Regions from separate parts of the Mus musculus genome. Here all the other regions are linked to region 1. A link is a contact called in public HiChIP or PLAC-seq data. All regions are on one chromosome and are shown on one strand. Each heading gives the region's core, a stretch centred on a gene start, on an enhancer-like site or on the middle of the called end of the contact. The rest is flanking DNA. Distances are from core to core; before and after follow the strand shown. Region 1 holds the start of Nfatc2ip (nuclear factor of activated T cells, cytoplasmic, calcineurin dependent 2 interacting protein). Region 2 holds the start of Sbk1 (SH3-binding kinase 1). Region 3 has its middle 27 kb from the start of Gm30928. Region 4 has its middle 28 kb from the start of Sbk1.

What was found. HiChIP or PLAC-seq counts read pairs in DNA pulled down with a chosen protein or histone mark.
Region 2: an H3K4me3 HiChIP or PLAC-seq map of embryonic stem cells shows a contact between it and region 1, with 43 read pairs. The contact joins the promoter of Sbk1 here to the promoter of Nfatc2ip in region 1. A contact is called at or near these places in 16 of 39 promoter capture datasets (the 3T3-L1 cell line, HPC-7-derived erythroid cells, cranial neural crest and 10 more), 1 of 15 datasets of contacts at CTCF or cohesin (CD8 T cells), 39 of 484 Hi-C or Micro-C datasets (the AML12 cell line, the AtT-20 cell line, B cells and 28 more), 23 of 115 datasets of contacts at active chromatin or transcription factors (the 230-238 cell line, the SCID.adh cell line, T-cell acute lymphoblastic leukemia and 13 more) and 4 of 9 other capture datasets (adipose tissue, embryonic stem cells, liver and 1 more).
Region 3: a contact with region 1 is called in an H3K27ac HiChIP or PLAC-seq map of embryonic stem cells, with 14 read pairs. The contact joins the enhancer-like site here to the promoter of Nfatc2ip in region 1. A contact is called at or near these places in 9 of 39 promoter capture datasets (the C10 cell line, the HPC-7 cell line, HPC-7-derived erythroid cells and 6 more), 4 of 15 datasets of contacts at CTCF or cohesin (CD8 T cells, the NIH/3T3 cell line, embryonic stem cells and 1 more), 79 of 484 Hi-C or Micro-C datasets (B cells, the C10 cell line, CD8 T cells and 45 more), 29 of 115 datasets of contacts at active chromatin or transcription factors (the 230-238 cell line, CD8 T cells, the HPC-7 cell line and 13 more) and 3 of 9 other capture datasets (adipose tissue, liver and pancreatic islet).
Region 4: a contact with region 1 is called in an H3K27ac HiChIP or PLAC-seq map of embryonic stem cells, with 11 read pairs. The contact joins the enhancer-like site here to the promoter of Nfatc2ip in region 1. A contact is called at or near these places in 5 of 39 promoter capture datasets (the C10 cell line, the HPC-7 cell line, HPC-7-derived erythroid cells and 2 more), 12 of 484 Hi-C or Micro-C datasets (B cells, the C10 cell line, CD8 T cells and 8 more), 14 of 115 datasets of contacts at active chromatin or transcription factors (the 230-238 cell line, CD8 T cells, the NIH/3T3 cell line and 5 more) and 3 of 9 other capture datasets (adipose tissue, liver and pancreatic islet).

What each region holds. Positions count from the first base shown.
Region 1 is chr7:126,395,226-126,401,170 of GRCm38.p6, forward strand. It overlaps Nfatc2ip (nuclear factor of activated T cells, cytoplasmic, calcineurin dependent 2 interacting protein), which reads right to left and starts at 1,512. Exons shown (of 8, transcript NM_010900.3): 1 at 1,131-1,512; 2 at 717-789. The coding sequence starts at 1,490.
Region 2 is chr7:126,268,185-126,274,072 of GRCm38.p6, forward strand. It overlaps Sbk1 (SH3-binding kinase 1), which reads left to right and starts at 4,312. Exons shown (of 4, transcript NM_145587.3): 1 at 4,312-4,915.
Region 3 is chr7:126,321,805-126,327,347 of GRCm38.p6, forward strand. No RefSeq gene overlaps it. Among named protein-coding and RNA genes, the nearest start is that of Gm30928, 27 kb to the right of the region's middle. Within about 2 kb of position 2,142, at least 24 of the 459 cell types and tissues checked have an H3K27ac peak or open chromatin away from gene starts, as enhancers often do. A contact at or near this core is called in the CH12 cell line, the HPC-7 cell line, the P5424 cell line and 7 more, where this site is marked.
Region 4 is chr7:126,298,025-126,303,869 of GRCm38.p6, forward strand. It overlaps the pseudogene Gm10155. Among named protein-coding and RNA genes, the nearest start is that of Sbk1, 28 kb to the left of the region's middle. Within about 2 kb of position 4,532, at least 5 of the 459 cell types and tissues checked have an H3K27ac peak or open chromatin away from gene starts, as enhancers often do. A contact at or near this core is called in embryonic stem cells, where this site is marked.

The DNA.
Region 1 (5,945 bases), core at 262-2,761:
CCTGAGCCTGTTCTCAATCAGCCTACCACACGCCCTCACCTAACAGAAAGGAGTCTTAGTTCCAGGTCTTTGCAGACTGTTATCACTCCCCTATTAGCCTTGACTCGTAGTCACTGGCCTTATTAAAGGGTTTGCAAAAACTTATCAGTAGAGAATAAAGAATGGGCAGTTCTGATAAAGTCAAAGAAACACTCTTCTGGCTCCAAAGTGTTCCCAAGGAATGGAACACTGTAGGAGTGTAACAAGATGTCACAGAGTCTCAGAACTCCCTTCACCCCTATTATGATAACACAGATCAAAATGTCAAGGGTAGGTACCTCAAACTTCACTCTAACATATCCATATGCCCGTTAGGACCCGAAGAGGGGAAGGGGTGGACATGGCTATTAAGTAGGTTCCTGTGACTTCTGATTAATGAACCAGCATCTTTATGGACCATAACTTTCCCCTATCTCAGACTCAGGAGTCCATTTTCCCAATACCACTTAGAATCAAAATTGTGTGTCAACTGGATAACACTTGAGCATCATTCTCCAGACCCTAGATACCACTGAAGCACAGAGAAAAGGGGTGGGGGTGGGGGCAGGGGGACGGAGGGTGCTGGAGCGAGGGGGGGGCGCGGGGGGGGGGGGGAGATATCACTGACTACAGGGATGTAAACTCTAGGAAGTCTCAGAGAAGCCAGTGCAGGGTACTCCCGACAAACCCACTCTTACCATCTTCAGGCTCTGAAGGGCACAGTTTCAAGAGGGATGAATTATCTGGAATGAGGTTGAGGCTGCTCTGTACCTACGAAGACAAAAGGGGGAAGAGGAGGTGGGTCTCACATCCTGCCAACCCTACTTAAGACAAGAATGGCTCTTCCCTCGATTCCAGCACTTGTCTTCTCTAAGGACTCCAATCCCTGAAGCGCATCTAGAAGGCCAGCTTCCCTCGATCGTCCCTCGATCTCTCTCAGCCTCCCTCTACCCGAAGATACAATCCCAGATAACTCCATACATCTAACATTACCGACCCCCTCGTATCTCCAATCTAAAAGTATTCATCACACACACACACTGCCCCAAGCCAAACCCGCCACGCCAGTCTTAGCACTCCCCCAACAACCCTCCTTGGGGACCTTGCTGCACCTTCCCGGAGTACACTGGGACCACCGGCGCCTCTCCGGGATCCAGCAGCCGCCGCCGCCGCCGTCGCACCAATGTACGCGGGGCTCCCGCAGGCCCCTCGGCCGCCCCTTCACTGTCACTGTCGCTGTCCTGCTCAGGTTTAGCCGGCGCGGGGAGGCGGGCGACCGGCACCTCTACTGGGTCTGCGACTTCCAAGACCTCTTCGTCGCTGTCACTGACCAAGTCCACAAGCACGGTGTCTGGAATGAGCCTAGCCGGAGACTGCCGGGCGCGAGGACACCGGCCACGGGCGCCTCGGGCTCTCCGAGCGCCTCGGCCACCGCGGGACCTCGGACCACGTCCCCTCAGTGGTTCCGCCATCTCCCACACTGCTTCCACAAACACCGGCCTCTACACAGTCACCGGCCCACCGTATTAGCGTCTGTCCCTTTCATTGGACGAACAGCCTGCCGGTCATCATCTCTTCCCGCCCACACGCTCTGGATCCGCCTATCCACGTTCTCATTGGTCTACTTACCTGTCTATCACCTACCCTCCACTAAAACAAAGGCGCCAAAGATTCCAATCTCTTTGGTACAATCAAAAAAGGTTTCGATTCTGTACAGTTCATCCATTGGCTAAATTTCCTCCTGACCCAGCCTTCCCCAGGGCCCGCCCATTAGAGAAATCCATTTTCCTGGTTGGTGAAAGACTGGCGCATCCTGGGAATTGTAGTCCTCATTCTCGGAAGCCACAGAAAAAGCCTTGTGGAACTAAGGTTAGAAGCTGAAGATCTTGGGCTGTGGATTCCTTTTGTGTCCTCAACCTCTGTGTGGCAGGAGTTCCATTCCACACTAAACACCTTCATGCATGTCACCTCTGAAATACTCTACAAACACAATATCAAAACAATATATGTCATAGCACAGCACAACTCAGAAACACTTTTTAAGACAATTACAAATTAAAATAAGAGACTTACTTCCCTGTTGCAAAGAAAAGAGGCTTCCTTCTGGCTCCTCTTTCCTGATCATTGAAATATGAATGCTTCTCGGTTTACAGCGGGGTTACTCTTGATAAAGGCCTTGCTGCCGCTTATCTGCACAATGTACTACAGAGCACCAGGGTTCATGCTCGTGATTGTAGACTGACTGGGAGCTAGCTGCGCTTTCCAGCAACATGCTATGCACACTTAGCTCGTTTGGGAAACAATACAACTTCAAAACTCAGAAAGGTCTGAATTCTGAGAGGTCTTTGATGGTTTAATGTTTGTCTGCTGGTCAATACCCTGCTGGCATTCACTCATGCATGTGGAAATTAACTGAAAAAAATGTAAGTACTGTCAGTACCATGGTTGTGCATATGCTAATCCTTCTAATGTCTTAATAAACCCCTTGCCTTTTCACAACTCAGCAATTCAAGGTAGAGTCTTCTCTTTGAAATGCAGACATCACTGGGCAGTGGTGGCACAAGACTTTAATCAAGCACTTGGGAGGCAGAGGCAGGCAAATCTCTGTGAGTTCAAGGCCAGTTTGGTCTACAGAGTGAGTTCCAGGACAGCCAGCACTGCACAGAAAAAGCCGGTCTCAACCGACCCCCCCCCCTAAAAAAATCAAACTGGGGAAACCAGATCCAAGAACTTATCAGGTAGGCCAGACCAAGAGTATGACTTCCTCATAAGGAGCCCATAAAGTGATGGATGCCTGCCACTGAGATGGTATGCCTCCACAATATCCTGTCGCCTGATACCCGATGACTAAATCATAGACTGATAAGCAGAGGGTTCTCTGACTTTCTCTGGAGCTTAGCTTGCCTCAGTTTCCCACTGTTGCCTGGCCTGCTCAGCTGCCTACCCCTACCCCTGCTCTCCTGACCCAACCTGGACTTAAAGCCACCATTTCCTGCTTTTGAATCCTGGTTCCAGCAGCTCCCTCCTGTCACTGGCCTGATTAGTTATCAATGCAGACTCCATCAGTTCACTTCTGAGACCTTTTGAACTCTAATGTAGCCCTTTCTGTTTATTCTGTAAATCTTATATATGCAGGGAGATATAATTTGCTGTCTGTTGTGTCATGTGAGAGTTAATATTAGTAATTATGATTGGGATAAAAGAACATGCATTCACCTTGGCCAGATCACTAAAATAGGTGGATCGTGTGTGACAAATTGCTGCCATTAAGACCACTGACATTTGTGAATTTATTGTTAGTAGATTCTGTTACTGAAAAGACACAAACGGGCTGGAGGGATGGCTCAGCAGTTAAGATCTCTGACTGCTCTTCCAGAGGTTCAATTCCCAGCAGCCACATGGTGACTCACAATCCTCTGTAATGGGATCTGACACCCTCTTCTGTCATGCATGCATACATGCAGATAGAGCACTCATTAACATAAAATAAATAAGTATTTTTTTTAAGGGGGAAGGAGGACTGGGGTCACAGCTGAGTGGGCACTTGTCAGCTTGACTGGGTCTGGAATCAAATGCAAGCCTCGGGGAGCTGTGTAGGCTCTTTTGGATCAGATTATTTGAAGTGGGAAGAGCATCTCAAATAAAAGGATGTGAGAGAAGAAGCCCTGGTTTTTTGTTTGTTTGTTTGTTTGTTTGTTTGTTTGTTTTTGTCTGTTGCAAACACTCTGCTGGCAAGCTCATCCTCTCTGCTCCTGCTGCATTGCTGCTGTGATAACATAGCCGTTACCTGGGCTTCTGGGGTACAGTGAGGACACCAGATTGGGACAGCCGAGACATCGAGCTTCACGGACTGAGCAGCCACTGTTGGGTTACCCAGACCGTATCTCGGGAGCCAAACAAGTTAGTCTCACATATATACTCTGAAACCTTTTGAGAACATAGTATTCTCCCCTGCAGCCTTGGCAATAGACTCGTCCTATTAATAATTTTTCTCTGCAGAAGCCTCACTAATACACTGGCATGCATGAAGCCTTGGGTTTAACCTCCAGCCCCGTACAATAAATAACTAGTCAACAAGATGCCTCAGTGGGTGAAGGAACTTGCTGCAGAGCCCTTGTCATGAGCACGGAAAGAACAGCCAGTGTTTTTACCTGCTGAACTATCTCAGCATCTCTCCATCCCTCCTCCCTCTCTGCTCCTTTTTATTTACACAAGAGACTGACTGTACAGCTCTGTTGTGCCAGGGAAATGTTTGTGATCCCCAAAAAACCAGACAGGAGCTGATCTGATGCAACTCACAGCAGGGTCTTTATTCTAGCCAGCTTGCCCCCCCCCCAACACACCACCATGCAGGATTGTTTTGGGAGGGGCAGAGCCCCAAATGTCTATCAGGGCACCTCTTGCACTACACAACAGTGATAACCCCTTGCGCACCTGCTCCAATTGACTCTACCCTGGCAGGATCAAAGACATGCAGCCACCAGCAGGGGCCGCTATTTTCCTGTGGTCTACCAAAGAAAGGCAAGGTCTTCCATCTCAACTAAGCTAAGGTAAAGCAAATGCCCTAATGCAGACCAAAATATGCCCGCCCTGCAGTATGTATTTTGCGATGACAGTTTAGAGAAATGCAGACCTGGATGTAGCTCTGAAAAATCGTCCTCTGCAGAAGAAATACTCATTAGGACTGTTAACAATAAGGCCAGTTTTTTTTCCCAAATGGTGCTATTTTTCTAAGGAAATTAAATAATTTTAAACTCACTCGTTAAAGTTATACAATGCAAACAAAGACAAAAATATATTGAAACTCATGCATTTCTGTAGCATTAATATTTACTTTTTAAGACTCAACTAAAAGCATCAACACAACCTGTCAAGTTCTTTGACACCCTCCCCCCCAGCCCGTGTAATCAATTACAGTATACAAGGTCAGTAATTCACATTTTAAACACACAGTTCAACATTGCTGGACTGTTTTGGAAATATTTGGTCAAATGTATGTTAATTTGGCTGTAATGGCATTTAAAGCAAACAAACAAACAAACAAACAAAGCTGTGAAAATGGCCTTGGAGCATTATCTTTAGTTACTGGAAGAGTTTCTAGTTTTTTTTTTTAAATACAGTTTATGTTAAAATAATCTTTATTAATCTAGAGGAGACAATCAATGTCTGTGGAAGAATGGACTTTTTTGGATTTTCTTTTTTTAATGGTCATTGTGAGTGATTGCTCTTTCTTTTACTTAGTTTCACATTCTTCCTTTGTTCTAAATCTTAGACTGACATTTAGCTTTGACAATCATAGTATGTTTTATTTCCTGAGGGGGAATAACTTATAATGCTGTTTAGTTTTGTACTATTGGTGTGTTGGTGAATTTTTAAACTGTGTGCTAACTGTAATAAATTATATGAACTGAGAAAAAAAAAAACAATAAGGCCAGGTTGTGCTGGCCTGTAATCCCAGCACAAGGGAGATCAAGCAGAAGAGTCATGAGTTCAAGACCAACTTGGGCTAAATTACAGGACTATGTCAAGATGAAGGTGGGGTGGAGAAGGGGGAAGGAATGAAGGAAATAAGGAATGACAGACAAGAAATATAAAGAGTAAACAGGAGATGTGAAACAAAAGCATTTACTTGAGACCTCACATGGTTTGCCTCTACTTCCCAAGTCCTTCAGACGGCTCTTGTAGAGGTTGTATTTTATGCTGGGTTGGATTTATTTATTGCTGGCTTGGATTTCCAGCAGCCACGTAGAGGCTCACAACACTTGTACCTTCAATTCCAGGGGATCCGATGCTCTCTTCCTGCCTCCGCAGGCACTGCATGCATGTGGCGCACAGATACACACGCAGGCAAAACACCAATGCATTTAAGATAAAAATAAATAATTTTTGTTTTGTTTTTAGGATTTATCTATTTATTTTATGTAGAT
Region 2 (5,888 bases), core at 3,062-5,561, 120 kb before region 1:
AGATTTCAAGAGACCTGGCAATGGAAGAGAGGGGTGGGGAGGGCAACGCTGGGCAGCAAGAGCCTAGAATGCTTCCATAAAGCCAGTGGGAAGCCCTGGACACAAAGCTGCCATTAAAGGAGCGTTATGTGCCCAAGTAACTGCTCAACACTACTTCCCCCAACTAGGGATCAACTAGCAGGAAGCAAATGGGAGACTTCTTTGTGAACAGTGGGCTGGTTCACGGTGGCTGCTACTGGAAGTGGGTGATTCCAGTCCCAAACAGGGCAGGTCTGAGAGGCAGAAGTTTAGACCATCACCGCCCACCACTTACCCTGCACAATTCCATGGATCCCGTGAGCCTCCTCCTATGTGAAAACGATGAAGAGGAAGGCAGGAGAATCAAGCTGTGCTCTTTGCACCTTGCTACAGACTGCTGGGGGCCCATAGCAGGCTCTCATTATCTCCTCTCCCATTGACTAACCACTGAATTAACCACTGACTTCACTAAGGCTTGGGCTGGTTGTGAGGGGTCACCCAGTGGTGTGACCCAACCTCCAGTCCTTGTAAATCTGAGGGCTTGGCTTTATCTTTTTTCTTGTTTTCTTGTTCTTCAAGACAAGTTGCTTTTGAAGACAAGGTTTCTCTGTATGGCCTTGGCTGTCCTGGAACTAGCTCTATAAACCAGGTTGGTCTCAAACTCAGAGATCTACCTGTTCCTGGGTCCTGAATGCTAAGATGAAAAGCATATGCCACCACCGTCCAGCTGCCTGACTTTCATAATCAACCAATACCCAGTTTCTGCATTATCTTCTCTTGCTTCTGCTTTGTGAAGTCAGCCCTGCCCTATTCTGCCAGGGGTTTGCATCTTCTTTGCTAGCCCCAAAACATATGGAGCCCTGAGTTTCCTAGCTTGCGTTTAAGGAGAATATGTGTTGCCTGCAAGAGTGCTTGGCCTATGGGAATCAGTTGCTGAGAGGGCAACTGGGAAGGGATTCCCCACAATTCGTTGTAGCAACCTTTTTGTAATTGCTTTGTGGATAATCAAAGCCCCAACTGAGGAATCAAGGGAGTTTTTGCAGGAGGAAGCCTTGAACTGGGGAACGCTGTAACAAAACACCTGTGACAAGAGACTTATAGAAAAGAAAGCTGTGTTTTGGCCCAAGGTTTTAGAGGCTTTAACCATTTGTTTGACCCTGTTGATGTGGGGCCAGTGGCAAGGCAGCGCCCCATGGGGGGACCTTGTGGCAGAGAAAGCCTGTTTATAACATGGCCAGGAACAAAAGGAGAAAAAAGTGTCCCACAATTCTTTTTGAGAGCAAGTCCTCAAATTACCTGAAACATCCCACCACGCCCCACCTTTTAAAGGTTCCCATCACCATTCAATAGCACGAAGCTTGAGGCCCAAGCTTTCCTTGTTGTTTTAAAAGGTATTTTTAATTATTTTATCTTCCTTTATGAGGTTGTTGCCTGTGTGTATATCTGTGCATTACTTGCATGCATGCTCGGTGCTCTAGAAGGTCAAAGGAGGGCACCAGATCTCCTGGAACCGAAGTTACAGACCGTTGTGAACTGGGACCTCTGGAAGAGCAGCCAGTCCTTTTAACCACTGAGCCATCTCTCCAGTGCAAGGACCAAGCTCTTGATATATGCCCTTGGGAGACATTTAAGAGCCGGCTATAGCAACAACCATGGCCAAGAACATGTCAAGGCCTGTTTCCCTGAATGAGGATGTACTCTCAGCTCCAGTGTCTGGGGACTCCGTTATAAGACACAAGAAGATACCCTTTCTCTTCCAGTCTCCTGCTCTTACACCCAGTCACTCACACAGACACCCCCAGCCCTGCCAAGTTGCTTGTTTGAAGCACCAATACCTCATTTTGGAAGGGGCGGGGGAAAGGCAGGGAGGCTGGGATGAAGTGGAAGAGAGCAGGCAGCTACAGAATTGTTTTAGAGGATAACTTGTGTGGAAATTAGCAGACAAGGTTGGTGTTATGGACGGAAGGAACCAAATGTACAAAGATGTGGAAAAGCAAGAAGTTGATGTTCCAGAAGAGCTTGCTGATGCCAAGGCTGAGTGGAGAAGAGAGATTCCCTGGACTGGTGTGGCAAGCAGGCACTAGATGCTGACAGCCTGCAGCACAGGGCATCTTTGGATTTCTGTTGCTGTGAACAGACACCGTGACCACAGACACTCTTATAAGAAAACATTTAGTTGGGACTGGCTTACAGTTCAGAGGTTTAACCCAATATCATGGCGGGAAGCATGGAAGCAGACAGGCAGACAGAGCGCTGAAGAGGTAGCTGAGAGTTCTATACCCATTTCCTCAAGCAGCAAGAAGAGAGAGTGACCCTGGGCTTAGCTTGAGCATTTGAAACTTCAAAGCCTACCCCCAATGACACACTTTCCTCCAACAAGGTAACAGCTCCTAACAGTGCCACTCTCTAAGAACTTATGGAGGCCATTTTCCTTCACACCACAATACAGCGTAAGCTTTACCCTGGAGGGGACAGGGGATGCTTGGCAAGCTCATTAGGAATGCAACCTAAGAGACATTGTTCTCAACAGAGCTGGTGCCCACAAAGGACCTGGTTTCCAGAAAACTAACTTTCAGTAAAAGTGGGAGGAAGGTGGGCTAGGATTACAAGTAGCAGTAGCAGTAGTGTGGGCTGCCAAGCAGAAGTCTGCGCATCAGCTTTGGGTGTTTGTTTCTTCGTTTCTTCGTCCAGTTCTGGGGACTGAGTCCAGGGTCTTCCCTATGCCAAGACTGAGCCACATTTCTAGTTCCTGTCTGTAGTTTATTCAACTTAGGTGTGTGTGTGTGTGTGTAGAGGGCAGAAGTTGACATTATCAGGTGTATTCTTCAATCCCTCCCCAGCTCATTTAACTTTTTGTGGGTGCGTGGTATGCATGCATATGTGTGTGTTTGCATGTATGTGGGGTGCACATGCATGTGTGTGCATGTGCAGACGGAGGTTGATTCTCTTGTTCTCTATTTTACAAATTGAGGCATGGTTTCTCACTTGAACCTAGAGCTGACTCATTCGGCTAGTCTTGCTAGTCAGCTTGCTCTGGGGATCCTGTCTGCCTCCTAAATGCTGGGATTCTAGGCTGCTACACCTGCCCAGCCATAGCTGAGTCCTGGGGGCCTGAACCCTGGTCTTTAGCAGCATCTCGCTTGGTTCCCCTTCTCCCCTCCCGTACTTATTTATTTATTCAGAGACTGGGTCTTTCACTGGAACTCACGGATCAGATCAGGCTGGTCCCTGGGATCCACCTGTTTCTGCCTTCCCAGGGCTGGAACTACAGGTGTCATGGCACTGGAGGAACTCAAGTCCCTCATGCTTGCCTGGCAAGCACTTTACTTAATAAGCCGTCTTCCCAGCTCCACCTAAGGCTACCTGAGTTTGCAATAACCAGCTCTAAAAGTTCTACCAGCAGCTGGAGTGGTTGGAAGAGGATGCTAATTTGAGAAAACAATCTGATCAGAGATTAAAAGGAGGAGAGATTTTGGGTGCGTCGGGGGCTTTTTCTATGAATAAAATAGTATGCTGCATGGGAGACTGGGCCTCTGGAAGGATGCGTTCGTTGTTCCCACTCTGTCGCCATCTCTGCTCGATCGCCCCACCTGCATCCAGGCTACAATTTCCGGTTAATGAACAAAGCTCTTCACACCCGGGTGGCTTTGCACAGCTGCTGCTTCAGCCAGGAACCCCCCACCCCCTTCTTCCGTTCTGCTATACACCTTTAATCCCAGCTTTTCCTTAAACTTACTTCGCGGTCTCCCTACAGCAGAGCTCGAAAGTTCTGCCTGAACCCTGCACGGCCCCACAGACCCCAGGTCTCTGAGTAGCCTAGTAGTCTTATGAGGTCCCCTGGAAATCGAATGGATAGGTGGAAGGATGAATGGGCAGACAGGCGGGTGAACAGATGGACCGGTAGTTGAATGAGCGAGTGCATTCTGAATAGGAGAGCTCGGATTTATTTTTCTTCTTTGAAACAGATCCAGGCTCCGCCCCACAAGCACAGGCTGGAATAGTCTGGGACAGTCTAGCCCCTCGGGGACCAAGCAGCTGGACCAGGTGACCCTCTGTGACTCCCCCGAGCCCTCTCTAACCTCGTTCTGGCCCCCTCCTGGGCTCTGACCTAGAAAAAGAAGCTTATGCCAATGACCGGCGGGCCTTAGGACCCCGCGTGGCCGGAAAGCGGGCGGGGCATCGTGCGGCTCCCGCGGCGGTGGGGAGGTCCAGGCCCGTGGCGCCTGGCGGGAGGGCGCGGCGGGAGTGCGCGTGCGCGGAGCGCGCACCCGGCGCGGCGGACAAAGGCGCGTGCGGCGGCGCGCGAGGCGGAGGGCGGAGCGGCGGGCGGGCAGGTACGCGCCGGCGGGAGGCGGAGCCGCGAGGCCGCGATGGAGCGCAGCCCGGGCGGGCACCGGCGCTGGAGCCCGAGTGCCGGGCGGAGCGGGAGCCTCAGCCGGAGCCGCAGCCTCAGCCCGCGCCAGGCCGGGGCAGGAGCCCGCAGGGCCGGGCTGCTCGCAGCGGCGGCGCCCGAACCCCCCAGCGGCTGAGCGGTGACCTCCATCCTCGCACGCGGCTGCTGGGACGCAGCGACCGATCCAACCCGGGCCCCCCAAGATCTGCTTGCTACAACCGCACACCTCAAGACACAGAGAGACCCAGGCTTGGGGCGCTAGCCTCCCTAATCCGCTACTCCGGCACACAGGGACCCCAAACCTAGGACAGCAAGATCCTCTTGCTAACGAGAAGCCGCGGGCACCCCAAAGCCTCGGGACCCGGGCGACCAAGCCCCTTGCGACGCCTTCAGCGTCCCGGCTCATGGTGGTAGTGGTGCCCTGAGCCCCTCTCGGGCCGGGCAGACGAAGATCGACACGGCGCCCAGGCCCCCTGCCGCGGCGTCCCCGCGGCCCCAGCCCAGGTAAGTGGGACCCAGGTGAGGGGCGGCAGGTGAGTGGTACCGAGGTCCCTAGAGTCCTGCAGGTGGGGAAGGAAGTCCAGAGTGCGCGCTCCCCCTCCTCAGCGTCGCCATGGAGCCGAGGCTGAAGGACGTCTCTTTGTGTCTCGCTTGGAGGAGCCGCCCCCTCCTCCTCTCCCTTCCCCCACCTTCCACCCCAACCCTGAGATTTGGGCACAGCTTCGGACCCCGGGAGAGAGGAGTTGCGACGCCCTGGAGAGGGGTTAGAAGGTGGAGAGTCTCCCCGGAATAGCCTGGAGCCTTAGACCTTAGGTCCTTTGAAGAATAAAGACACGTAACTATCATCTCCCAAAGACCAAGCTGAGTTCTTAAGTGACACCCACCCTCCCCACAGGAAAGAGAAAATTTGGGGCGCCCAAAGGTGAGAGGTGCCTGCATTCTGCAGCTCTGGGTGACAGCTGGGGCTTTGGGTGTGTGCCTTTGTCTGAGAGGGCAGGGAAGGGGCGTGTTTGAGAGGATGAGTCTCTTATTTTCTGACTCTGAGACCCCAGCTCAGGTCTCAGTGGGGCTCTTTATCCAGTCCCTCTTTGTGCTCCCTGCAGAACAGGGAGAGGACAAGCCCTCTCAGTGAACAGCTAGTTTGGGGGAGGGAGGTACCCTGAATGAAGAAACCATTTCGGGTCAGAGCACCTTTCTGCCCCTCTAAGTCCCAAGGACAGCAAACCTGAGTGTTTTCCCTTTTTCTGACCCGGGGAACACCTAGGGCCAAGTCCGGGACTGGGACACTGTGTCCTCTACGATGCAGGAGTGAGTCTGGATTCTTGCTTAAGCTTTCCAAAGCATCTACAATCAAGAGGGCCTCAACAAATGTCCTAAACCCCAGGACCCAGGGAATGCCGGAAGATCTTGGGTGCGTTGTACCCCGAGAAAGGGCAGGAAGGTTTTTTTCAGCCTTCCACAGACAGGTGTAAAGTCA
Region 3 (5,543 bases), core at 892-3,391, 73 kb before region 1:
CAGCAGGTAAGAACACTGACTGCTCTTCCGAAGGTCCTGAGTTCAAGTCTCAGCAACCACATGGTGCCTCACAACCACCTGTAATGAGATCCTCTGGCACATCTGAAGACAGCTACAGTGTTCTTATGTATAATAATAAATAAATCTTTGGGCCTGAGTGAGTGACTGGAGTGAGTGGGGGCGAGCGAGCAGGGACTGAGTGAGCAGAGTTGACCAGAGTGAGCAGAGGTCCTAAAAAAAATTCAATTCCCAACAACCACATGAAGGCTCACAACCATCTGTTCAGCTATTGTACCCATATACATTAAAAAAAAATTCTTTTTTTTGTTTTTGTTTTGTTTTTTTTTTGTTTTTTTGAGATAGGGTTTCTCTGTGTTGCCCTGGCTGTCCTGGAACTCACTCTGTAGACCAGGCTGACCTCGAACTCAGAAATCCACCTGCCTCTGCCCTCCAAGTGTAAATAAATCAAAAAAAAAGAAAGAAAGAAAGAAAGAAAGAAAGAAAGAAAGAAAGAAAGAAAGAAGGAAGGAAGGAAGGAAGGAAGAAAGAAAGAAAGAAAGAAAGAAAGAAAGAAAGAAAGAAGGAAGGAAGGAAGGAAGGAAGGAAGGAAGAAAGAAAGAAAGAAAGAAAGAAAGAAAGAAAGAAAGAAAGAAAGAAAGAAAGAAACCCTTAACTGTCAGTGGCAATGTCCCTTAACTGTCAGTGGCAATGTCCCATGGGCTGGCGTCTGAGACTTAGTCAGAGGGAGACAGCTCCCTGGACACTAATGTTCATTTCCCTCTTCTTGGCTATCAGTGCAATGTTCATGACCAGCCGACCTCCTGTTCCTGCCACCATGCCCCTCTGTGCTTATGGAATCCCCCCCCCCCATCAACCAGAATAAACCCTTCCTCCTTTTTTCTTTTTCTTTCTTTTTTTTGGGGGGGGTGGGGGGGGGTTGAGACAGGGTTTCTCTGTAGCCCTGGCTGTCCTGGAACTCACTTTGTAGACCAGTCTGGCCTCAAACTCAGAAATCCACCTGCCTCTGCCTCCCCAGTGCTGGGATTAAAGGTGTGCGCCACCACGCCCAGCTAAACCCTTCCTCCTTAAAATGCTTCTTTCTGGTCAAGGACTTGCTCGTGGCAATGAGCAGAGGAACAAATATCCTCCACATTTTACATCAGTCTCAGCGTTCCTGTCTTCCTGATGTCCCCAGAATGATGCATTAAACTCTGCAAACAGCTTTTAAGATGTCTTTAGCCCACAGTGACAAACTCCTCCACATTCCTTCTACAAATCAGTCCCAAAGGATGTAAACCACGGGGTCAGGCCTATAACAGCTGCCTGCCCTCGCTTAGCAGCAGCTTCTCCATTAGTTTATTATCTTATCATTGTGATCAATACTAGATCAGAAGCAATTTAAGGGAGGAAGGGTTACTTTTGCCTTACAGTTTAAGAAAGCGAACAGTCTGTGTTGGCAGGGAAGGCAGAATGGCCGGGATACCAAGTGGCTTTTTGAGTCTATTGATCATATCGTTATATTAGTGATTTTAATCCAGTGACAATCAGGCCTCCACATAGTCCTATAGTTAGAGTGGGTCCTGTCATCTGCAGATTCCTTTTTTGCTTAAAAGCTGCTCTGATAGTAGGGCGTGGTGGCGCACGCCTTTAATCCCAGTACTCGGGAGGCAGAGGCAGGCAGATTTCTGAGTTTGAGGCCAGCCTGGTCTACAAAGCCCAGGACAGCCAGGGCTATACAGAGAAACCCTGTCTCGAAAAAACAAAAACAAAAACAAAAACAAAAACAAAAACAAAAAAAAGCTGCTCTGATGTTCTAGCCATGGGCTCCATCATGTTGCATTTTTCTCCCAGGTGAACTCTGCAAAATAGCTCAAGACATCATTCTCCTGCAATGACCAGACACCACAACACTTCTTCATACGAGATATCACGTCTGACTAACTCTGACAACCCATAAATGGCTACTCAGGAGCATTCTCAGGATCTTCCTGGACAATGTTAAGGTGTCTTGGTTTAAAATTGAGTCGGGTCTAAAGTTGGACAGTGTAAAATACATTGTGGGAAATGGCACGGGTTCTTTCTGTAGCGTTTTAAGTAGTACCTATGTCAATGCTCGCTTTGTCCAGCAGGTGGCAGCGTCTACCCTTTCTGGACCGGGTCTTCTCTCTGAAAGCGAGTTTTAGAAGCAGAGTTCCTGAGATGTACATGTACATGTATTTTTTGAAGAAATTTTCAAAGATGATGCAGCCCAGGGCGGTGTAATCAGACGTTATAAAGCTACAGGACATTTCAACATGAGACATCACAGAAACCGGATGAAACCATCCTCTTTATCATGCTGCTGAGAGTCTCCTTTTAAAGGACAGACAGATGTCCCCAAGGCTAACTGGAAAGCCCCAACAGGATGAACTTAAGCTAACCACTAGCCCAGCACCGGAGACCAATAAACAAATGTGGAAAAACACAGGTTGCTCCCACTGTGATAAAAGAATTCTGGGCTTATAAGAAATCAAGTGTTCTCTTCTGGACTCCATGAAGCAAATGTGACACTGAGCTACTTGGGCCAGAAAGATTCAGCAGAGAAAGGTGCTTGCCTCCAAATTAAACAGCTCAGGTTCTATCCCCGGGGACCCACGCTGTGGAAGGACAGAAGCAACTCCTGCAAGTTGTCCACTGACTTCCCTGTGTGAGCCTAAGCACTATATGCCCACCTCCCAAATCAATAGACAGCAAGGGAACAAGCAACATTAAAGATTACCTCTATGGAAAATAGTAACACCAGGCTATGACCAATAGTACTGCTACGGCTGCTACACTGTAGCCCTGGTTGTCCTAAATCCACACCTGGAAGCCATTTTAACTTACCTAATGGCGCATTTGAGGTGGAGAGGGGCTTATGCAGCCATCTTCTTCACAGAGACACATACAGAAAACTATGTCTTCTCCAGGTTACCTGCAGTATTTCCCTGTGGACCAGCTACCCCTCAGCAGTGGCTAAGATTCTGTAGAAAACCCAGTGAACTTACTAGGATTCTATCCAGAGCCTGGGGAGAGATTACATACAAGAGTGTGGTCCATCGCAGAGCAGCTGCATCACTGGAAAGTCTTCCCAGCATAAGTGACAACTTCCCCACAGCTGCCCCCTCAATCTTGTGTCCTGTGTTTACTCAGGCTCCTCCAGAGAGCAGTGGCGTTTCCTGCAGTTAGGGCAGAGTCACGTGGCAGATGGCCATTTCCACAAGCCAGTAAAATACCTAAGGGTATTCTAAACACTTTTACCCACAGATAATGCAGCTCATCCCTCACCATAGCAGCTTTTTTCCTAAACAGATGGCAACTGTGACAGAGGTCCAGAGCTGGTCTATGTATGTGCAGAGGTTGTATATACAGGGAGAGCAGGGTCTCATCATGTAGACCTGACTAGCCTCAAACCCATAGAGGTCCACCTACCTCTGTTTCATGGGTACAGGGATTAAAGGCATGGCCGCCACACCTGGTCATAGAATACACTTTTAATTTAATTTTGCATTTCATACTATGCTGAAGACTGAACAGTGGCTTTGAGCATATGGAAAGTAGCTTCCCTGATGGTAAGTCCCCAGGTCCCTGTAAAGACTTTACAGTTGGTTTCATTTTGTTATGCTACAAAATGACTTAAACCGACTTTTCTAGGCTGCATGTCCTGACTAGTCTATGTTGCTATGGTTATTTTATGCCGCTGACGCTCTGGGTCCCTTTGTCTGCGTGGAACGAGTCTCTGGGGCAGGTGGGCAAGGTGTTGGCAGGTGACAGACAGACCAACACACAAGATTGTGTAGAATATGAATGTATTTTGTCAGGTCGAGCATCAAACTTTTTATACCGAAGAAATAACAAGAAACCAGGCAAAATACAATCCACCAAGTTACAGTGACCCAATACATAAGGAATGTATACATCAAAAGAAGGCGGGGACCAGGCTGCTGCCGAAAAGAAGGGAGCCAGGTGTAAACTGGTCTATTGTTAAACCCACCACCAGGGGTTCTGCACTAGCAGACCTTTTCAAGAATACTGCAATACCCCAACACCCTATGTCCTGGGTCTACAGAAGAATTTACCAACTTGCTTCTAATATGAAGCTTGCAATACCTAGCTGTAGAGAAGATCCCTGTCTCAGTGGGATTCCCTAGCTCTAATATGGTATTCCCTTTTCTACTGTCCTTAGTAAATATTTTTGCAGACCAGCTCTGAGCTACTGGCTCCGTCTTTTGTAATGCTTAATTAGTTACTGAATAGGTAACTTCCTTTCTGCATTCCTGCGGAATTCCAAGCTCCTTGGCTTCTGGGACCTTGGAACAATTGGGAGACTTAACTATATCAGAATTTAAACTTAAAAGGCATTTATAATAAAATATTAAAAGAGAGCTCTTAGTTCCATACACCAGACTAACGCGGGAATAGGGTATGAGTATATGGGTAAATGAGAACGCCAAAGCTCCAGGAGGTGAGTTTCCGTGAAACTCTTCCTCGTGGGTGCTTACAGACTTTCCAGCCTGTCAAGCAGACTTGACCGGAGTGCGTGGCAAGTTTATTTCTTACCATGTGGGGGAAGTATAAGTACCTGATGGCATGCAAACCCTCGCATAACTATACATTTGTCTTAGATATAAAGCACACAACTCATTCTTTTGACGATTTATAATTTTCTGGCAGGGTCAGGATTGAACCCCAGAGCTTTACACACGTCAGGCAAACATTCTATCAGTGAGCTACCTACCCAGCCCCACTCCCCATAATCTCAATTTTCCAGACATCCCATCTTATAGATTAGTTTCACTGAATATTAGCTTTATCTGTTGCTGCTACTAGACATTTCTGTTCTAACTTTCTCAATGTGCGAGTGTTTATATTTCAATAGAAGAAAACTGGCTGAACTTGTATTTATGTGTACTTCGCTCTAGACATAATCTTACCCTAATTCTCTAGAATCATTGTGTCCATCATCCAAGCAGACACGGAGCTCTAGAAAGCTAGTGACAAATGAAATGAAAAATGAAGCAGCCTTTTGGCATTTGCAGATTAGCTAAATAAAAAGGGAAGTCACAGATTCACGGGTACACTAGCTAATTCAACCTGAAATACAAGTTTAAAAAAGGGGAGGGGGCTTTCAGGATTGAAAGCTAATAGGTAGGATGTCATTAGGCAAAATTAGGGACTATCATCATGGCTTCTCTGTTCTATAGCCCAGCTCTGCCTGATTACAAACCCAGAGAAAATCAATTACCTCAGCTGAGGACCACAAGGCTACTGTCTCCATCAGCAGCCCTGACAGATGTCTCCTGGTGTCCTCTCTTTGCCCATCCCTGAGGGACTGCGATGCCTGATGCCCTTTCTGCTGCAAAGTTACCACGGGATGCCACCATGTGCAGAGAGAAGTGAGGTTCCTGAAGCCACTCCCACTCTGCTTTCTTATGCCTTCCAGGACCACCTGCCCAGGGGTGTCATGTCCCCCTTCCCATAGAATTAGTCCTTTCTTGTCAATCACTAATTAAGACAACGTCCCA
Region 4 (5,845 bases), core at 3,282-5,781, 94 kb before region 1:
CGTGAAGGTCCTGTATGCCATCTAGTGGTGGCTCCTGGTATTGAGACACAGAAGAAGCCAAAAGGGAAGACAATGAACAGGCTGTCCCAGAGGTTCTCAACCTTACTAATACAGTTCCTAATGCTGACATAACCCCGTAACCATTATTTTCACTGCACTTCATAATAGTAGTTTTGTTACTGCTATGAATTGTAATGTAAATATGTTTTCCTGTGGTTTTATGTAACCCCTGTGAAAAGGGCATTTGACGCTCATAACGGGGTCGCGGCCCACAGGTTGAGAACCTCTACCCTATCCTAAAGGTGGACATGATGAAATAGCATCAGAAATCACACAGGCTTGGAGAGATGGTGGCTGTCAAGGTGGCTTCTTCCAGAGGCTTTGAACTTGGTTTTGTACACCCAGGTCAGGTGGCTCACAGCTCAAGCTACAGGGTGTCTTCCATACTTCCTTGAGCACCTGAGAATGCAAACATAGTACATAAATAAAAACAGATTTTTTAAAAAGTGTGTATAAGCAGAAGGGCAACAAAATGGGAAGGGACAGGCAGGGTGCAGGCCTTCTAGCTGTGTGAGCTCCTTGGCAGGAAAGGGAGATGAGAAAGCTCACCTGCAGGGGTAAGAAGGGAGGTAGAGTCCAAAACGCCATTTCACTCTGGTAAAGGTGGACCCTAGACTACGGACAGAGAAGAATTTCAGGAGAGTCAGAGTGGAGTAAGGTTATATTTAAGGGGAGATGAGGGAGGGTACACACTTCAAGTTGGAAGCCCTGGAGAGAGCTCCTCTTGGGCACATGATTCTGTGGACACCCTCCCTCCCTCCCTCCCTCCTACCCTTCCTCCCTTCCTCTCTCCTTCCTTGTTTCTCCTCCTCTTCTCCACGATGAGATTTTACTTCCTGTCCTTAGCAGGTCAGGGACTCTCTGTGTGGAAGAGACTGGCTCCAAACATCCAGGAGGTCCTTGCGCTTTGGCCTTCATGTGCTCTGTGATTCAGGAGTGAACCAACAAGCCTGGCTTGGCGCTGTGTCAATTAGGTTGTCCAAAGCATGCAATTTACAACACACTTTTAGATTAAGCAAGATTTAAAATTAAGTGGGACTGTAGAGGGCACTTGCTGCTCTTCCAAAGGACCCACATGGTGACTCACAACCACCTATAACTCCGATTTCAGGGACTCCAACTTTCTCTACTGGCCTCCAAGAGCAGCAAGCAAGCATATGGTGCATGTACATACATGCATGCATACATACATACATACATACATGCATGCATGCATGCATGCTTTTGTATAGCAAGCAAACAAAAAAATCCAGACATACTAAAAAATAAATATTTTTTGAAATTTAAAATTAAGTGTAAGAATTTTTTTTTCACAGTCCTGGTGCTGGTATTTTATTTCTTTGTGTCCATTAGGCCATGAATTCGTATGGAATGGGCTCCAACAGCTCAGGCTCTTTTCCGTTAGTCCTCACAAAGTGTGCTTCTCTGGGTGGCGCAGGCTGGTGCTTCAGCTGCACCCAGGTGCCCTTCTCTTTGGCTTCCTTTTTCTTCTGGTTGTTCTCCTTCACCCGCTTCAGGAAGCTGTCTCTGCTCTTTGAGTGCTTGATGTGCTCAATCCGCACATTGATCCTCTTGGCCAGAATTTTGCCCTTAACCTGCTTGTTGACAATGATGCCCACGGCATGCTGGGTGACACTGTAGACTCTTCCGGTTTTGCCGTGGTAGCACTTATGGGGCATTCCTTTTTGAACAGTGCCCATTCCCTTGATGTCTACAATATCACCCTTCTTGTAGATTCGCATGTATGTGGCCAAAGGAACAACGCCATGTTTCCTAAAAGGCCTAGAGAACATGTACCGGGTGCCTCTCCTCTTTCCCTTTGTGTTCGTCATTTTGGCGAGTTACTGGAAGATGGCTGCCAGAATATTTTTTTCTTAAAGAATTTCCCTTTGCAAATGAAATCATAAGGTAGTTTATAAGGTCGTTTGCTGAGCTGTAGGGTAAGAGGGCTGTTGGCTTAACTCAAAGGCCATGAGTACTCTGGTTCTGGGTAGGCATTGTATGCTTATCCTTTCCGCCTCTTGCTCGCGATATCTATAGGAATGGAGACTCTGTACGCTTAATCAGTTAATCAATTAATACAATTAATCAGTCGTATGGGAGCTTCTGATTCCCACCCACATCTGGGGTGTGGGGCTTCTTCCCTGTCCATGTCTTTACTATCTTTCAGTCAGCCGCTAGGTCGTCCCAGTGAAAAGAATCCGCAGTCTTACCAGCGTGGCCAGCCTCTGGTCCTCCCACACCTCAGATCCAGTAGGCTTTGGTGACACAGCCAGTCTTCTGGTGGGACAGGCCAGCAGTGTGAAAGAGGTTTATTTCTCAGAGAGCCAGAGTTGTATATCATTTTGAGACAGAACCAATTGGTCAAGACAGATATTCCCAGACAACTGAGAACAAAGAAGAATGCCGTGAGCCAGGGAGCCAGGAGTCAGTCACTGGAGGTAGCCATGGTGGTGGGATGCCAATGAGAGCTCATGTAGAAGGCTTAGGTCAGGTCAGGTTAGGACAGTGGCTAGTGAGTCTGCCGCCTCAGGATAATCATTGGAGACTTGATACTTCCAAGCCCAGCATCAGCCAGTGGGCTAGACTCTGAGCTGGTTGTCTGCTGTGAGGTTCACTGCCTCAGTGGCAAGGACAACTAAAGCTCTGCAAGCTTCTTGGCATGTGCCACCTTGGCCTTCTAGTAGGGCATGTGATGCTGAGCAGGTCCTGAAAGTATGGAGACAGCTCTAAATGTCCAGATCTCTGTGTGCCCATCTTATTTCCTCTCTTGGGGAGCCTAACTCAGGAGGGTGGGAGACTCTGCCCAGCCCTGGATACTAAGCTAAGTGTGGGCACAGAGGCTCTTGATATACAAAGGGAAGCTAACTATCCTAATTTGCTTTCCTGCTGCTGTGATAAGCTATGATCAGAAGCAGGTCAGGGTGCAGGGAGGGGTTTGCTTCAACTTACACCAGGTAACAGTCTTTCCTTGAGAGAACTCAAGGCCGGAAATGGCAGCAGAAACCTAGGAGGAAGACTGCTGACGGGCTCCATCTCTGGCTAGCTCTTGCTTGCTCTCTGCCAGCTTTCTCGTACAGCATAGACCCACCTGTCAGGTGTGGTGCCACCCCCGTAGGTGTAACCATCAGTCAAGATGAGGCTCACAGCCATGGCCACAGGCTGATCTGATAAAAGCAGTTCTTCAGCCCGTTCCCTCTTCCCAGGTAGCACTAGGTTGCTGAAAAAGCATGTACCACTCTTCCTTTCTCCTCTCCCTCTTTATAGCATCCTTCTCCACTCTTTTACCTTTCTTCTATTTCACCTTTTGCTCTCCCCCATCCGCAGCTCCCACAGCCTTGCTGAGGGAATGGACACACTGCTCTTTCTCTTTCTCTGTTCCAGCCCACCTTTACTTCATTTGTTTATACACTGACCCTAAAGGACTGTGCATGTGTTCCTTACGCATGCTTGTGTGTGCATACGGTGGCAAGAGCAGCCACTCAGTGCCTCAGACCCCCGTGGTCCCTTGTCTGCATAGAACAGGTCTCTAGTTGCAGGTGGACAAGGAGTCAGCGAAATGAATGACAGACAGACACGGACGCAGCACAGGATTGTGTAGAATCTGAATGTAATTTGTCAGGTCGAGCATCGAACTTTTTATACAGAAGAATAACAAGAAACCAGACCATATACATCCGCTGAGTTACAGTGACACAAAACATAAGGAATATATACATCAAAAGAAGGTGGGGACCAGGCCACTGCCACTAAGAAGGGAGCCAGGTGTAATGCTAGTCTATTGTTAAGCCCACCACCAGGGGTTCTTAGTAAATACCAGATTTATGCTGTTTCTTTGGGCCTAGTGAAGAAACCTGTCTCAGGGGGATTCCCTAACTCTTTCATGGTAAACCCACCTATTTGCTAGGCCATTGTGTATTCCCTTGTCTGGCTAAGACTGACTATTGTCTCAAGTAAACACTCTGCAGATCAGCCCTGAGCTATTCCGGCTCCGTTGTTTGTAATGCCTAATTAGTTTCACCTTCTCTACTAGAAGTAAATTTGAATGTTACTGAATAGATAACCTTCTTACTGAATTCCTACTGAATTCCAAGTTTGTCGGCTTCAAGGATTTTCTGGGACGTTGGAACACTGGCGAAGGCTTAGCTATGTCAGAATCCAATCTTAAAGGGCACTTATAATAAAATAATACTAAAAGAGAGCACATGGATCCATACACCAGACTAACGCGGGGATAGGGTATGAGTATACAGGTTATGAGAATGCCAAGGTTCCAGGAGGTGAGTTTCTCTGAAACTCTTTGCCTTGTGAGTGCTTCCAGGCTTCTCAGCCTGTCAAGCAGACTACACTGGAGTGTGCGTAGCACCTCAGAGGACTTCCTTTCTCACGAGCACCTTATGGCCTTGAGGCAGGGTCTCTCACTGTACCAGGTCATCAGGTTTGGATAGACTGGCTGGGCAGCGAGCTCTTGGGATCTGCCTGCCGCTTATCCTAGTGCTAGGATTGCAGACACTAGCCATGCCTCTATGTGGGTGCTGAGGGTCTGCAGAGCAGCCACTCTTACTCACCCACCTAGCTTCCCAGCCCCCATCTTCAAAATTAGAATTTCTTTGACAATTTTATACATGGGAACAATGCATTCTGGTCATACACCTGCTCCACTATCTCTTTTTATTGTCATTTTGTGTAGATTTTGCTTTATGACCATGGGCATGGGTGTGGAGCTGCCCCTTGGAATAGTAACTCATCAGAGGGTACACTACTGAAGATACTGACTTCCTGACCCCATTAGCTTACCTGGGTGGGACAAAGTCCGACGAGCCTCTCTCTGTCTGTGACTGTCCTTGTCTGCAGGCTGTGCTTGTGCAGGTCCTACGCAGACAGCCACAGATGTTCATGAGTGTCACAATCCATATCATAAGATAGCATTTCATGGCCTTCCTCCCTCCGGTCTGGATCTTATATTCATTTTGCACCCTCTTCTGTGATGTCCCCTGATCCCTGGAGCTGGTGATGTGGGTGTGTCATTTAAGGTGGAACAGCGATGTGGGTGTGCTATTTAAGGTGGAACACTCAACAGTCACTTGCTCTCAGCACTTTAACCAGCCACAGATTTCTGAATTAACCACTGATTGCAACAAAGAGAAGCTTCTTTGGTCATGGCTGATGGTAGCACTAGTCCGTGGTGTATGTATAAATATTTAGGAAGCAGCTTGGCAGCATACCCACTTAGCAAAACTAAGCAGACTCAGCCCCAGTGCCATGACCTCTCTTCTTAGCCCCTAACCATGTGTTCAGTACTAGGAACGAAGTCCCTCCTGTGGACCAGGACTCAGATCAAATAAAAAATACTGTGATTAATATTAATAAATAAGGTCACCCCCTTAACCATCATGTCACCATGGCACCAGTGAGCTTGACAAGTTGGCACTGTAGCATGTAAAGTTCCAAGTTAGAAAAAAAAAAGATTTCTGGGTTTTCTCCCCCAGCTGCCTTGATAGCACTTTCCAGTCCTGTGAAGGGTAGCCAACCATCAGTGAGGGGAGGCTTCTGTCCAGTTCCAGCATATTCTCCAACCAGCATGTGTGGTGTCTTCTGCAGTTTGCATTTTCTTATCAGACAGTTCTGGAGATCAATCAAGAGTAATGGCCATTGGTGGCTCGGTAGGAGCTCTGGAGCCTTTATGGCCAGCAACTCCCATATCTGCTACAAGGGTTGTTGTTTAGTAACCCATGGTCTCTGGGGTTGGTAATATCCTCCCATGTGTAGTGCTTCTGTTCAAAGT